2 separate regions of the Sus scrofa genome follow, and region 1 is linked to region 2. A link is a contact called in public Hi-C data. All regions are on one chromosome and are shown on one strand. The core of a region is the stretch at or near the end of the contact, and the rest is flanking DNA. Distances in the headings are between cores, read along the strand shown.

Region 1 (6,807 bases), core at 1,331-3,830, 110 kb before region 2:
AAAGATGGAAGCATATGGATTCCCACTTAAGTAAAACAGACTAAGTTGGTATGAATTTTTTGAATACAATGCTTTAGTATAAAAATCTAGGAAATGAATTAAAATTTAGAAAAGTTGTTAACCTATAACTGTAAATAAGTGAAAACAATAAAAAGAAATATTCATTAGAAGTAAATGAACTAGATAAAAAAAAACTTGACCCTTGGAAATATTAGCAATGATACGTAGAAAAATCCAGTGTCAAAACTTCTGCTTTGTCCTACCTTCTAACTCTAGCGTAACAATGCACCCACCTTAAGCACATAGGTCACTAGGAGAGACACCCCTAAGAAATACCTTTAAGGGAGCTTTGCCTCCAGATCAACTCACTCTCCACCTATGCACTTGCACTGCACTGGGCTATTTTCCAATATTGTTACCACACACCATTATTGCATGATTATCTTAACATCATGATTAGAGTCATTGTGAGAATCCATGTTTTACAGAGGGCAAAGGCTGAGCAAAGGCTTTTACCTCTTGAAGTGATTTTGGAACAACTATGCTTCATTAGAAACAAGAAAAACACGTCAAACCCAGAAGGGGATTTATTATTATTATTATTATTATTGTAAATAGACCTATGCATTTTGGTAGTCTTCAGAATGCCTGGAACCCTAATTTCCCTCTCCTTTTTATTTTTTTTCCAACTCTCTTTTCTTTTCCTTTCCTTTTTTCTTTCTTGGCATGCCCCCGCCCCTTTCCTTATTCTCTTCACTTCTTTTCGGTTGTAAAATTCATTCTAGCTTTTCAGGGACAGCTACAACCATAACTCATGGGGATTTTGGCTCCCTGTAATGAGAAGACTTATGAAAAATTTGCCTGCACAACCGGGGCTAGGCCTGAAAATTCAGTGTTTTTGTGTTGGCCAAGGTAACTCACACTGCATCTTTCATCTTTAGTGCATGCCAGAACACTAAACATCAGAGAAAAATTCTTCCAGTTTATGTAATCCTGTAACACCAGTTTAAGGACCGGGGCTGGTAGCCACTCCTGGCTGGCTCTTCAGACTTAGGAGGCTCAGGCAAAGCTGCTGGCTGCTACCCATTAGAGTAGGAGTCCAGACCGCCACTGCGAATTGGTCCTGGGGCTCCCCTGTGTTTGACTCCCCTGTTTCTGCTAGAAGCTTTTCATCGGGCACGGATGAAGTTAAAGCCCTGGAAATAAAGAGTATTTCCGGAGAAACGGTCAGCTGTGCTGCTCGTTTCAAACTGCAAGTGGAATGTTTTGGAAGCTGATCTTTTCTCAGAAATGACAGAATGTTGGATCTAAAAGATTCTGTGGCAGTTTTGGAAATGACAGTTGTGAGACCCATGAAACGAGCTGCTTTTTAAGATGGTTGTGGGGAAACAAAAAGTCACCGGTGTTTGGCTATGAAACGCTAAGAGGTTCGGGTCGCAGGGTCTCACTTCAGTTTTCCTCCCCCACCCCTTACTCTTTCCTTCTTTCTCCCAGAGAAGAGAAAGCAGAGGGCAGTTTAATTAAAAACCGGCACATCTCGTCTTCTCTCCCTCCCCTCGGAATCCAGCAACCAAAAAATAGCGAAATTTTTGAGGGATATTTTATTCTTTGGGAATTCTTATACGTAGATACCTTCAAGTGAGATATAATCCTTTCATTTTCCAAGGGGTCAATCAGGAAAATGCTGGGCGATTAAACAGTTACAGAAACGAGACCTGGGCATTGGTCAAGCACGTAAACGAAGGCAGAAATCAAAATTCCCTACGAAGGACTACGAGTTTCAGGGAGACAGAAAGGCTACTATTGTAAAATATTTAATACATTTTTTTCCAGTCCTTGTCTTATTACTTACCCTCCAATATTCTTTTGAGTAATAAGCCAAAGCTGTTTTTAGCTCTGCAGCTGATTGACGACAAGTATTTAAGCCATTTGGACTCTAGTTGGAGCTCGTGTTGACTTAAGGAAAATGAGAGTCCTATGGAAAAATTAAGATTGAAATCTGATTGCTGGTATTCGTGTGATTTGGCTCTAAAGCTAAACTTTGCACTCACTCTGGAAAAAACACCAGACCCACTTTTGACCGTATTATGCCGCGCAATGAGGCATAATCCAAACGGTAAATTTTTTTTTTCGGCCCCATGTGTTAGAATTGTAGCGTTTTCTAATATCTACCCTAGAAAATTAGTTTTCATTTCGCCTTGTGATGCCTCCGGATATTTCTAAGCATCTACAGTGCACATTAAAGGGAACTGGCAAATTGGTTTCGTAAAAATGATGTTAAATCTCCACCTGAAATGATTCATTACTTGTCACTCGATAGCATTTAATTTTCATAAATATTACCGGCTACCAGTACACACACCAAAAACGGATATTTGCTTTTTCACGGTCATCAGAACGCTGAAGGGACGCTCGCGGGAGCGCACACGGCGGAACCTCGGCTTCCGCACTACAACTCCCAGAAGGCTCCGGGGCCAGGCGGCCGCTTCCGGGCGTGCGCGCCGTCGCCACGCTCGGCGCCCGGGGTACGCGGGAGCGCGGCCGCAGCACCATGCGCGGGTTGTGCGTGGTTTGAGCCTGTGCACGTCCTTCTGGCGCCCACCGAGTGCTGTTCCGAAGCGAGCTCTCCGCTCGCACTGCCTGTGGACCCACTATGAGGCGCCTGGGCTCGGTGCAGCGGAAGATGCCCTGTGTATTTGTGACGGAGGTGAAAGAGGAGCCTTCCGCTAAGAGGGAGCATCAGGTACCGAGGAGCGCCGGGCCCGCGGGGCTGTGTTTGAACCCGGTCTGGGCGCCCAGGCGCGTGGGAGCAGCCCTGCGGACCGGCCTGGGGGCTTTTTTGCAGTTGTCCGTGGGTACTCGAGGGTGGGGGTCTCCTGGGCCACGAGGTCCAGGTTCTTGTACCTTTTTGGTTGTACGGGAGGAAACCTGCGGGGGAATTTTTATAATTGGCGATTCACACTTGCCATCTCATGGAAATTGACAAGTCCTGTCTTAAATTATGTTCCTTTAATCTCAGGTTGCCACCTTTTGAGGACAGCCCCTTAAAGTCTTTATATAATCACCGCAAAACAATCTTTACGTCTTTTCACGAGTTTGGTTACTAAGTGGAGATTTTAGAAGACTGACTTTACCTGTTCCAACCTGGGAACCGGTGGCCGTGTTGACAACTACCCTCATTCAGTCCTTAGACGAGACCTTGAGTTTTGTGACCAGTAATTAAGTACTCGATGCTGATTTTGGTGTTCCCATTTCAAGGTTTTCTATTCTCTCAGCACCGTGTTTTACACATAGAGGGTCCTTAACAAATACTGGTCAGTGGCCCTGTATCGGGATAATTGGTTACTACACGGAAAGGTCCTTGATAGCAGAATCGCCGCTTCTGGGCTGAGTGCTTCCAACCTACAAGGAAACAGCTTGTGCATTTGACATCAGTCCCCACCTCCCCTTAACACCATTCACACTGGCCTTCGTGTCTTCCAGAATAAAAGGCCTCTAAGGCCAGGACAGCCTTACTATCTCTAGCCCCATTTCTAGGACCCAACACATGGTAGGCTCTGTGTAAATACTGACTGCATTAAAGAATGAGCCCTGGTGTCATTTCACGCCAGTTTTCCCTTCAGCTTGGTTTACCTTTTAAGATCTTACTGCCACCACTATTATATTTCAAAATATTTTATGCCCTGCTTATTGCAATACGTAAGTAATTGTTCTTTCTTGCCACCTAGAAAGATCAATACATTCTTTCCTAGTCCGGACCCCAGAGTTGCTACTAAATGTCTGTAACCGTAGTTGCCAAGCTTTTATTTTTTAAGTCCTAACAGACTTAATTCATATGAAATAACGTCTTCCCAAATAGTGATTCACTCTAGCGGGATTTTTCAACTATATGTTGGGGGCAGGAGGGGAGTAGTTTGTAAAAGCACCCTCCACCAGGAAGCTAAGCCCCTTCTCTTGTCCATCTGCCGCTGAAAATAGCGTAGAGTCTTGTTTATAAGCACAGCGTTCAGATTCTTAACTGTAATTCAAGGACACGCATTCATCAGGCCCAGTCATAAATTTTGCCCGTTGGGTCCACGATAAGGTGTCTGAGCTCAGTGCAGTGAAAAATGCCACGCTTGTTTGTGACAGAGGTGACGATGTAAGGTGAGGTCTCTGTTCTCGAAAAAGTCTGATCGTGTAAACATAGCAGGCACAGTCCTTTCTTTCTGTTTATGCTCGGGTTATGCACTCTGCACTCTGCCTGGGTCACTTCCAGAGTTTTAAATTGTTCGAATCAGACATTCTCCATGAAAGCTTTGATCAGCCTAGTTATCCCCGAGATTTCCCTGCCCAGAAATTTCTGTAGAGGACCACCCAGTTATGTTCACTACTACCTTTTGTATGCACGTGCCTTCTTTTTTCAGAAACATTCATAATTTAAAGTTTTCAGAGACAGAGAAAAGGAGAACTCGGTGTACTCCTGCCATCTCCTGTTGTCCTTTGGACATGTCACTAGCAAAGAGTGGTAGGTAATTTGTTCTTGTGAAAGGGATATTGGTACTCATCAAAAACTCCACGGAATAATCTTCTCCCTAGAATCTTTGATAAAGTTAAATACTCACCCACACTCCCACCCACACACATAACTTTTGGGCCAAACCTTGGCGCTGCTGCCGTGGGTTAAATTGGTATCTTCTGATACCAGTGTTATAAGTGAGTGATAATTCCCCAGCCATTCAGTTTTCTCTTAAAAATACTGAGAAAGGACCAGAGTGGCACTAATTTCCTAAGTTGGCTAGACTCTGAAACAGTATTTCATTTATTAGTCTTAAGCTTATCACACCAGTATAATGTTTATGTTGTACAGTGTTTTTTCACGTTATGTAAGATGAATGTTACTTCAGGTAATTGAGGCTATAACAGGGGCCTAAGTCTCAGAAATGAAAATAAATTACAGATTAACAAGTTGGTAGGAATCATAGAAACTGTCTTTTCCTCCTTTCTTGATGCTCTTTTGGCTTGTCTTCCTGATGGTAAAAAAACTGTGCTTTAAACATGCAAAAAACTATTTACCTCGGATAAAGCTACAAATCCCCATTTGTTTTTCTCCTAGTACTTATCATACCTGACATTGTATTATGCAGTTTCTTGCTGTTGGTGTCTCCCTCCCTAGAATGTTCTACCAAAGACAGGTGCTTTTTTGTTCACCTCTTTCCCAGTGCTGAGGACAGTGCTTAACTCAGGAGGCATCTTGTAAATAATTGTCGGGTAAATTTAACGCCTTAACACGGTTGCTAGGGATACAGCTCTGCATGGGACATGGTTCCTTGTGTCCTGCTCTTTATGGGGGATAAAGAAACATGTGCGTACACTTGACCCATGAACAATACCAGAGTTAGGGGTGCGGACCCTGCTGCAGTGGAAAAACCCTCATATTACTGTGTCTTCACATCCGGGGTTCTGCCTCTGGGATCCAGCCAAATCCGAATGTGCAGTACTGCAGTATTTACTATGGGAAAAGAAAGATCTGAGGAAGCGGCCCCATGCACTTCCAACCTGGGTGGTTCAGGAGTCAACTGTAATTACAAGTTTGTGTGGGAAAACATGTATGGCTGTCATAGCGCAGAAGGGGAGGGGGTAATTTGTAAGAACTTCCTGGGACAAATATCTTTAATTGTCTTGAAGGATAACCCTTAGAACTAGTAAAATGAATAACCTCTAGGTGAGAGTGTCTGGGAAGGCCTAGAGGCTTTTTGTCTTAAACCAGTTCTCTCTTTCTCTCTTTTAAGCCATTTAAAGTTTTGGCAACTGAAACTATAAGTCACAAGGCATTAGAGGCAGATATATACAGTGCAATCCCAACAGAAAAAGTGGATGGAACATGTTGTTATGTTACTACCTACAAAGGTAAAATGAAACTGTACTACAAATATTACTTATTTTTCTTACTCACTTAAACTGTATATGAACTTTATGAAGAGCAGTGCTCCATTTCTGATACACGAGTATCTCAAGAGCAGTGCCCCATTCTGCTCACGAATATGTCTGAAATGGAGCACTGCTCTCCATAAACCCTTGGAAACCGAAGTACAATGGGAAAATAACAAGGTCACGGTTGTTATACTTATTTATTATATTCTGTCTTTCTCTTGGGGGAGGAAAGGAAGATAACTGCTATTTTTTAAAATTTTTATTTACTTGTTTATTTTTATCATTACTCAATTTTGTTACATTTACAGTTGTGCGCCGATCATCACAACCCAGTTTTCCAGCATTTCCATCCCAAACTCCCAGTGCATCTCCCCACCCCCAGACTGTCTCATTTGGAAACCATAAGTTTTTTCAAAGTCTGTGAGTCACTATCTGTTCTGCAAAGAAGTTCATTCTGACCTTTTTTTTAGATTTCACATGTCAGTGAGAGCATATGTTGTTGGTGTCTTGCTGTCTGACCTCACTGAGCATGATAATTTCTATGTCCATCCATGTTGCTAAAAATGCCGGTATTTCGTTCCTTTTAATGGCTGAGTAATATTCCATTGTGTATATGTACCACATCTTCTTGATCCACGCCTCTGTCGATGGACATTTAGGTTGTTTCCATGTCTTGGCTATTGTATATACTGCTGTGATGAACATTGGAGTACATGTGTCTTTGCGAGTCATGGTTTTCTCTGGATAGATGCCCAGGAGTGGGATTGCTAGATCAAATGGTAATTCTATTTTCAGTTTTCTGAGGGAATCTCCACTGTTTTCCACAATGGTTGCACCAGTTTACATTCCCACCAACAGTGCAAGAGGGTTCCCTTTTCTCCACACCCTCTCCAG
Region 2 (6,597 bases), core at 3,516-6,015:
CCAATCCCGTTACTCTTCAACCTTAACGAAATTTTTCTTACTCTTTACCTCCTTCAAAAGCCTTTGCAATATGCTCTCAAAGAAAATCCTCTTCCAAGATAAATTAATATTTAACATCCCCAGGATTTTTACTGAGTCATCCTTTCTGTCTCCTTGCTTTAGCTAAAATTTGGCTCACTTAGTATACTAATTCCTTTGGGAGATGCTCATTCTTTCATATTCGATGTACCTCACGGTTAAGAGCACATGTTGATTTACACCACTGTGTAATCTCTAGGCTGCCATTCCTCCACCAACCTGTAAAAGCCCCCACGGTTTGACCCTCACATGATATCCAGCCATCTGATCACCACCCTCTTATGACAGAGCAAACTACCAACTTCCCAGTCACTTCTTCACAAAATTCTTTTGAGAATTTTTGGCACATAGCTAACAGTTTTTCATATAAAGCACCCCAAGCAATTTCCACATCTATATAACTTTTATTCTGGTCTGTTTGCTTCGTTGGATTTTTTCACTTGCTTCTTGAATTCACCATAGCCTTCCGCTCGCATCCCCACACTAGGACTTGGTCCGAGCAGGAACACTCCCCAGTTATTCAGTGTATCTGTCCTTTACCTCATAAGAACCTTTAATTCCTTGATTCTTCTTCCTCATCCCTCCCCGCCACCCCAATCTTGGCTGCCTATTTTACTAAGATTCCATAATCACCACTTTGACCACTTTCTTACCAGTATCGCCAACTGCCCTGTCCCTCTACTCTATAGCAGTTGCCTTGCTAAACACTAACTCAGAACCGATCTGATTTCATAACTCACTTAACAAATATTTGTTGACAATGACGGGGATTTTCCTAGAAGCTGCATATACAGTAAGGAATACAACATAAACCATCCAAGTTTAAAGAGTTAAAGAAGCAGGATTTGAACTTAACTGTCTGACTCCAGATCCTGAAATCTCGAGTTCATTCTCCACTACGTTTCAGGTTTTATCTGACTTCCTTACAACGTGACCACACATCTCCCACTCTTAGTTTTAGCAGAGGCCCTCTCCGTCCTCTCAAACTCCAGGCACTGAACCTACAAACATAAGAAAGCTCCTGTAGGCATCCATTCTTCCTCCCCTCCTGTTACAAAGGAGAAAGACTAACCCATCTACCTCACACGCTTTCCCCACAGTCTCAGTAATCTCAATGTATTCAGTTCCTTAACAAACACATTCACATCTTCACTCTTGGCCTTCTCAAAAGCTACTTCTTCTCCTATTCCTTTCTATCATTGTTCCTCAAATTCCCAAAAGCCATATTCTACCTGAGTTGTCGTAATTTTTTTATATGTTTCTCTAGAGTGTAATTTCCATTAGGTTACTCAGTGTTTTTATTTTGCTCACAACTGGATGTGCAATCCTTGGTACAACATAAGGTACAGGCATAGGCAGGTGAAATATATACTGAACAAACAATTATAAACACAATATCCTGTGATTTTTCCAGCTAACTGCAAAGCAAAAATTTGAAAATAATAATTGAAAATATTTATAACAATTACATCCTAAAGACTATAAAAGAACATACCTCCAGTTCATTTTCCAGTTTCATTACTTTAGTTTTTAATTGATTTTCTATTAAAAAAAAGAAATGTTTCAATAGGTAAAAGTCATCTCAAAAAAAACTTTTAAATAAATTTCAATAAAACAATAAAATTAATCCTTTTTTTTGGTCTTTCTAGGGCACAGGGATGTTCTCAGGCTCCGGGTCAAGTTGGAGCTGCAGCTGCCGGTCTACAACACAGCCACAGCAACACCAGATTTAAGCTGCATCTGTGATCTACACCACAGCTCATGGCAATGCTGGATCCTTAACCCATTGAGTGAGGTCAGGGATCAAACCCATGTCCTCATGGATACTAGTCAGGTGTGTTACCGCTGAGCAACAAAAGGAACTCCAAAATTAATTCTTTTTAAAGATTCCATCATGTTTGTAATAAGTTAAGAAAACAACGATTTTATACCTGATCCATGAAATAGGAATTATAGAAAAATCTTTCAAAATAACCAGTATACACATTTTATGGAATATATTAAAGTTAATTCTCTATGGCTCAGTAAATAAATGCAATTCACTATTAAAACACCATAATAATTTTTCCCAAGGCACTTACCAAATTTTGCTTGTTCTTCTCCAGCTTTTTCAACTTCTTCCAAAGCTAACTCTACTTCTTGAGCTTTCATCTAAACATTAAAAAAAAAATTATTTCAGAATGACTTTACACTAGAATGCAAGCACTGAAAATAAAGACTTTAAAATTTGCTATCCCAATACTTAGTTTCTGAAATGCCTCACATAAGGAGACATTCAGCAAATAATTGTTGAATAGATGATTTTCTTATCAAAGGCAATAATTTCTAGATTCCTAACATCTTTGATTCCTCTTTATCACTTAAGACATATCTATTATCACAACTTTTCCATTTTGTAAGGTTTCTTTTACTACCTGCCTCTCTTTTCTCTCCCTTTTTTTTTTTGCGGGGGGGGGGTGGGGGGGGTGGGGACGGTCGTACCCACGGCATATGGAAGATCCCAGGCTAAGGATCAAATCAGAGCTGTAGCTGCCAGCCACAGCCACAGCCAAAGCAACTCAGGATCCGAGCCCCACCCGTGACCTACACTACAGCCCACAGCAACACCAGATCCTTTAACCCACTGAGCAAGGCCAAGGATGGAACCTGTGTCCTCATGGATACTAGTCAGGTTAACCACTGAGCCTCAAAGAGAACTCCTTTTCTCTTCTCATTTTCATTATTCTAACCCATAATTTTATGTTTTACTTCCTTCCAAACAGCTTCACTTCCCTTCACCTTGTCCTTTGAACATAACTAGTTTAACTTCTTAAGGTATGTTTTTGTATCTACCAGTGGTAGCTCAAAATTTTTTAATGGTTATTAATTGCTGACAGCATAAGATATACCTATTCCAAACTACACCAACATTTGTTTCCTCTACAAACTACTGTAAACTTTCTGCATTTATCTCAACGGTAAAGATTATGCCTGTTTTCTATTCCCAGGTTTATATGTATGGTAACCTCCAGCTGTAGAATCTCCTTAATGCTTTACCACTGCCTTACACTTACCTAAAACTACTCATCAGTCTTTGACCTTTATAAGGTCTTCTCACACTTAAATCTCTTCCCCTCCTAACAAATACCAAGAGTAGGCTACCTAACAAATTACATTACATAATTAACACAGGATTTCCCTATGCTTTTTTAAACATACACATTCTGCCTTCCCTATACATTCTTTTAATAACTTGAGAGCAGAAATTAGCTGTTTGGCACCTAAAATTCTTAATCAACATTTGAGGATACCCCATTTTTTAGTGGTTATTTAAATAGCACAAAGTACTTTCACAGAGAGTAACATATATAAGAACAGATTCTTACACTGTAATAGTCAAAGCTATTATTAAAACCTACTGCATACAAACCTTCATTAGTGACTGAGTAATTCTGAAAAGGTGTACCATATTTTCTTGACTTTCACTTTTTAGCTCATTTACCTCCACCTAAATAAAGAGAAAAGCAACTACTTCATATTATATAACCCTTAAGCAAAATAAAAGAACTCTTCCAATTGTACATTTCAGCGATTTCAGGGCCAATGTAGATTAATCGTAGTTATATGTATGTACCTATCCATTATTTACCAATGAAGTACCTTGGATAAGGAAATCAATAAATTATCTGCCAATTCTTCTTGACGAGGCAGCTCATCTGGATCAACTTTCATTATTTCTTTCCAGTTTATATTGGGTGACATCTTGAATTTTGTCACTGTGCCTTACCTTCTGTAATAAAACAAGTATTAGCATTTTCAAGGTAAACAGCATTAATCCTTTTACAATAATTTATAGTTTTTACAGATTACATTATTATAACTCTTTATGGTGTTAGCAAAAAGCTATGGCTCCTTAATTGTTTAACGGATGTCTAAGTAAAGTAGCCTGGATCAAAATTACAGCAGTTGCGACAAATCTTCAGGTATTTTATAGGCTAAATACACCACGACGGCTTCCACGCTTAAATTAATCTAAGTCAGAACTAAGATTTCGAGTCCCCCTCCTCTAAGCCCTCCCTTACCAGCAAGGCGCGGGAACATCTAATGTCGCCAAGAGAGAGGGTGCTTGGAAGTCAGAAATTTACTCCCGATCCGGACAAACAGGACCTAGGAGTGTGTGTGTGTGTGTCTGCTTGTTTTAAAGAGAAAGAGAGGAAATAAATGATTGAAATGAGCGCAGCTGGGTCGAGAAAACCAGGGCTGAAGCGAGAGAAAAGCAGCCAGATTGCGGACCTAAGGCGAAGGAAGGGGCGGGGAAGCACTAGGGCCTTGAGCCTTAAAGATCCTGCGTGGGAAGAGAATCTGCTCGCGCTCACTAGGATCTAGCCACCTACACCTGGCCTGGCGACCAGCTCCCACACCCACCCAAACGAGCCCCGCCGCCACGCCCAACCGCTCTGGCCCCGGGCGGTTCCAATCCCATCGGACGCTGGATCCCGCCAACTCGTGCAGAGCCAGCAACAGCGGCGGCGGCTGCTAGGCGACACCATTCCCCACCCCACCGAGGCCGGAACAAGAGCCCGGATGCCAGCGGCGCCTACATTTCACGACGGTGGGCGATGCTTTACGTTTAGATTCTCCCGCGGGGTCCCGGGACTCTGCGTTAAGAGCGGGGAGAAGGCGTGGGATGCGGACTCCAAGTCCCAGAGTGCAGTTCGGCTGGGCGGCTGGGGCGTCCAGGACCCTGAAGCCTCTGAGAAGTGGAGGTAGGCCGTTCCCGGCGTGCAGCGCGGGAGGCTGCGCCCGCACCCGGGCGGCGGGGGAACCATCCGGAGGCCGGAGGCGGAGCGGCTGAGGCGTGTCTGCGCCGGGGACCTGAACAAGGTAGACCATGACCGTGCCTTCGGTGGCGTCGCTCGCTGGGACGCTCCTCCTGAGGTTTCTCTAAGCCATCCCCTGGTGGGACCGCTCCCAGGTGAGGTCGGGCTGTTGGTCGGCGGCGGGGGAGGCGCCGTCGGGGCGGAGAGAAGCTCCTGCCTTCGGGGGACCGGAGGGCCCGGCCCGGGTCCGAAGAGGTGGGGCGACCCCGCCCTCTCCTTGGGCGTTCGCCGGCGACTCCCCAGGTGGTGCCCTCTATCAGAAGAAAAAGTTTGCCTTCGTGGGCATCAGGATCTGTCTCCGCACAGGGGAGGGAGGGCCGCGATCACGGTTGGAGGGAGAGGGGAGAATGGAGAAGACGGCACCGCATCCTTTGGCCCCGGACCCCTTCCCTGTGGCACCTCACCTTCGCGGATTTCAGGACTTGAGGGTTGAGGAGCTTGTACGGAGAGCGAAGGCTCTAAAGGGGGAGCTTTAGAACTCAGGGTGGAGAGAGGAGGGGCCTCAGGTGCCCCCAGGATGCTGCGGTCACTTGGCTTGGTGACCGAGGATGTCCTTCCGTGTGAACGCCTTCTCAGGTGTTGCCAGCTCTCAGGTGTGTTTAAGTTTTGCTCTTGGGGCCGCTCCCAGCCATTCTGGAGTATAATGCACCATTTCTTAAGAAGCTGTAAACTTGAAATCCAAATGACATTTTCTGCTCTTGAACCAGTGCCTCTCCGTCTTTATCTTTTTTTTTAAGAACTTTATTTTTTCCCCTGTAATTGATACTGAAGTTTACGTTCCAAAGTAATGGATTTCTTTCCAAACGGTTTAGTAGCTATAACTCAAAATGAAAATACATGTAGTGATTTTGTGAGATATGTTTAAACACATTCATCACATTTGTAGGGATGATAAATTTATCTCGTCCTTTACTGAAAGGTGAGACACTTGAACACTGTACTTTAACCTATTAGCCGTGCTGTACGTTGTATCCCCAGAAATTATCTTATAAAGGAAAGTTTGTATCTTTTAACCAGTCTGGTCTTTGTTTCTATCAATTCAGTTTTTTTAGATTCCATAGAAATGAGATCACACAATATTTGTCTTTATCTGAGTTTACTTACCGTTATGCCCTCATGGTCCTTCTTTGCTGCCACGGTGTCACCGGGGGTAAGAGTTCCTTTTTTATGGCTGAATAAAAATACTCCATTGTGTGCATATACTACATTTTCTTTATTCCTTTAGCCATCTATTGAAACTTAGGTTGTTTCCATGAGTCGGCTGCTATAAAGATTGCTAAATGAATAAGTATCTCTTCAAAATAGTGATTTTGTTTTCTTCCTATCTATTCTCTGACGTGGAATTGCCGGGTAGTATCTTAGTTATTTTTGATTTTTTGAGGAACCTGTTTTCTGCGATGGCTGCATCAGTTTACCTTCCCACCAACAGTGCTCACGTGTTCCCTTTTCTCCCCATCCTGACGCTCGTTACCGCTAGTCTTTTTGATGCTAACCATTCTTAACAGGTGTGAAGTAATTGGAAATCTCATTGTAGTTTTGATTTGCGTTTCCTTGATGAATAGGGATGGTAAGCACCTCTTCATGTACCTTTTGGCCTTTCTCTGTCTTCTTTGGGATCAGCTCCTGTGCCCATTTTTTAACCAGATTTTGTTCATTTGCT

What was found. Hi-C and Micro-C count contacts between places; a contact is called where the count stands out from the background.
Region 1: a contact with region 2 is called in a Hi-C map of liver, with 4 times the contacts expected there. The contact joins the promoter of C5H12orf29 here to the promoter of TMTC3 in region 2. A contact is called at or near these places in 1 of 5 promoter capture datasets (liver) and 5 of 47 Hi-C or Micro-C datasets (heart right ventricle, liver and skeletal muscle).

What each region holds. Positions count from the first base shown.
Region 1 is chr5:94,485,349-94,492,155 of Sscrofa11.1, reverse strand. It overlaps C5H12orf29 (chromosome 5 open reading frame, human C12orf29), which reads left to right and starts at 2,580. Exons shown (of 7, transcript NM_001243635.1): 1 at 2,580-2,743; 2 at 5,772-5,889. The coding sequence starts at 2,654. C5H12orf50 reads right to left here and starts at 2,442. Exons shown (of 14, transcript XM_021092780.1): 1 at 2,361-2,442; 2 at 1,853-1,975.
Region 2 is chr5:94,382,434-94,389,030 of Sscrofa11.1, reverse strand. It overlaps TMTC3 (transmembrane and TPR repeat-containing protein 3), which reads left to right and starts at 4,765. Exons shown (of 14, transcript XM_021092778.1): 1 at 4,765-5,032. It overlaps CEP290 (centrosomal protein of 290 kDa), which reads right to left and starts at 4,634. Exons shown (of 55, transcript XM_021092777.1): 1 at 4,483-4,634; 2 at 3,718-3,847; 3 at 3,488-3,565; 4 at 2,160-2,229; 5 at 1,574-1,620. The coding sequence starts at 3,819.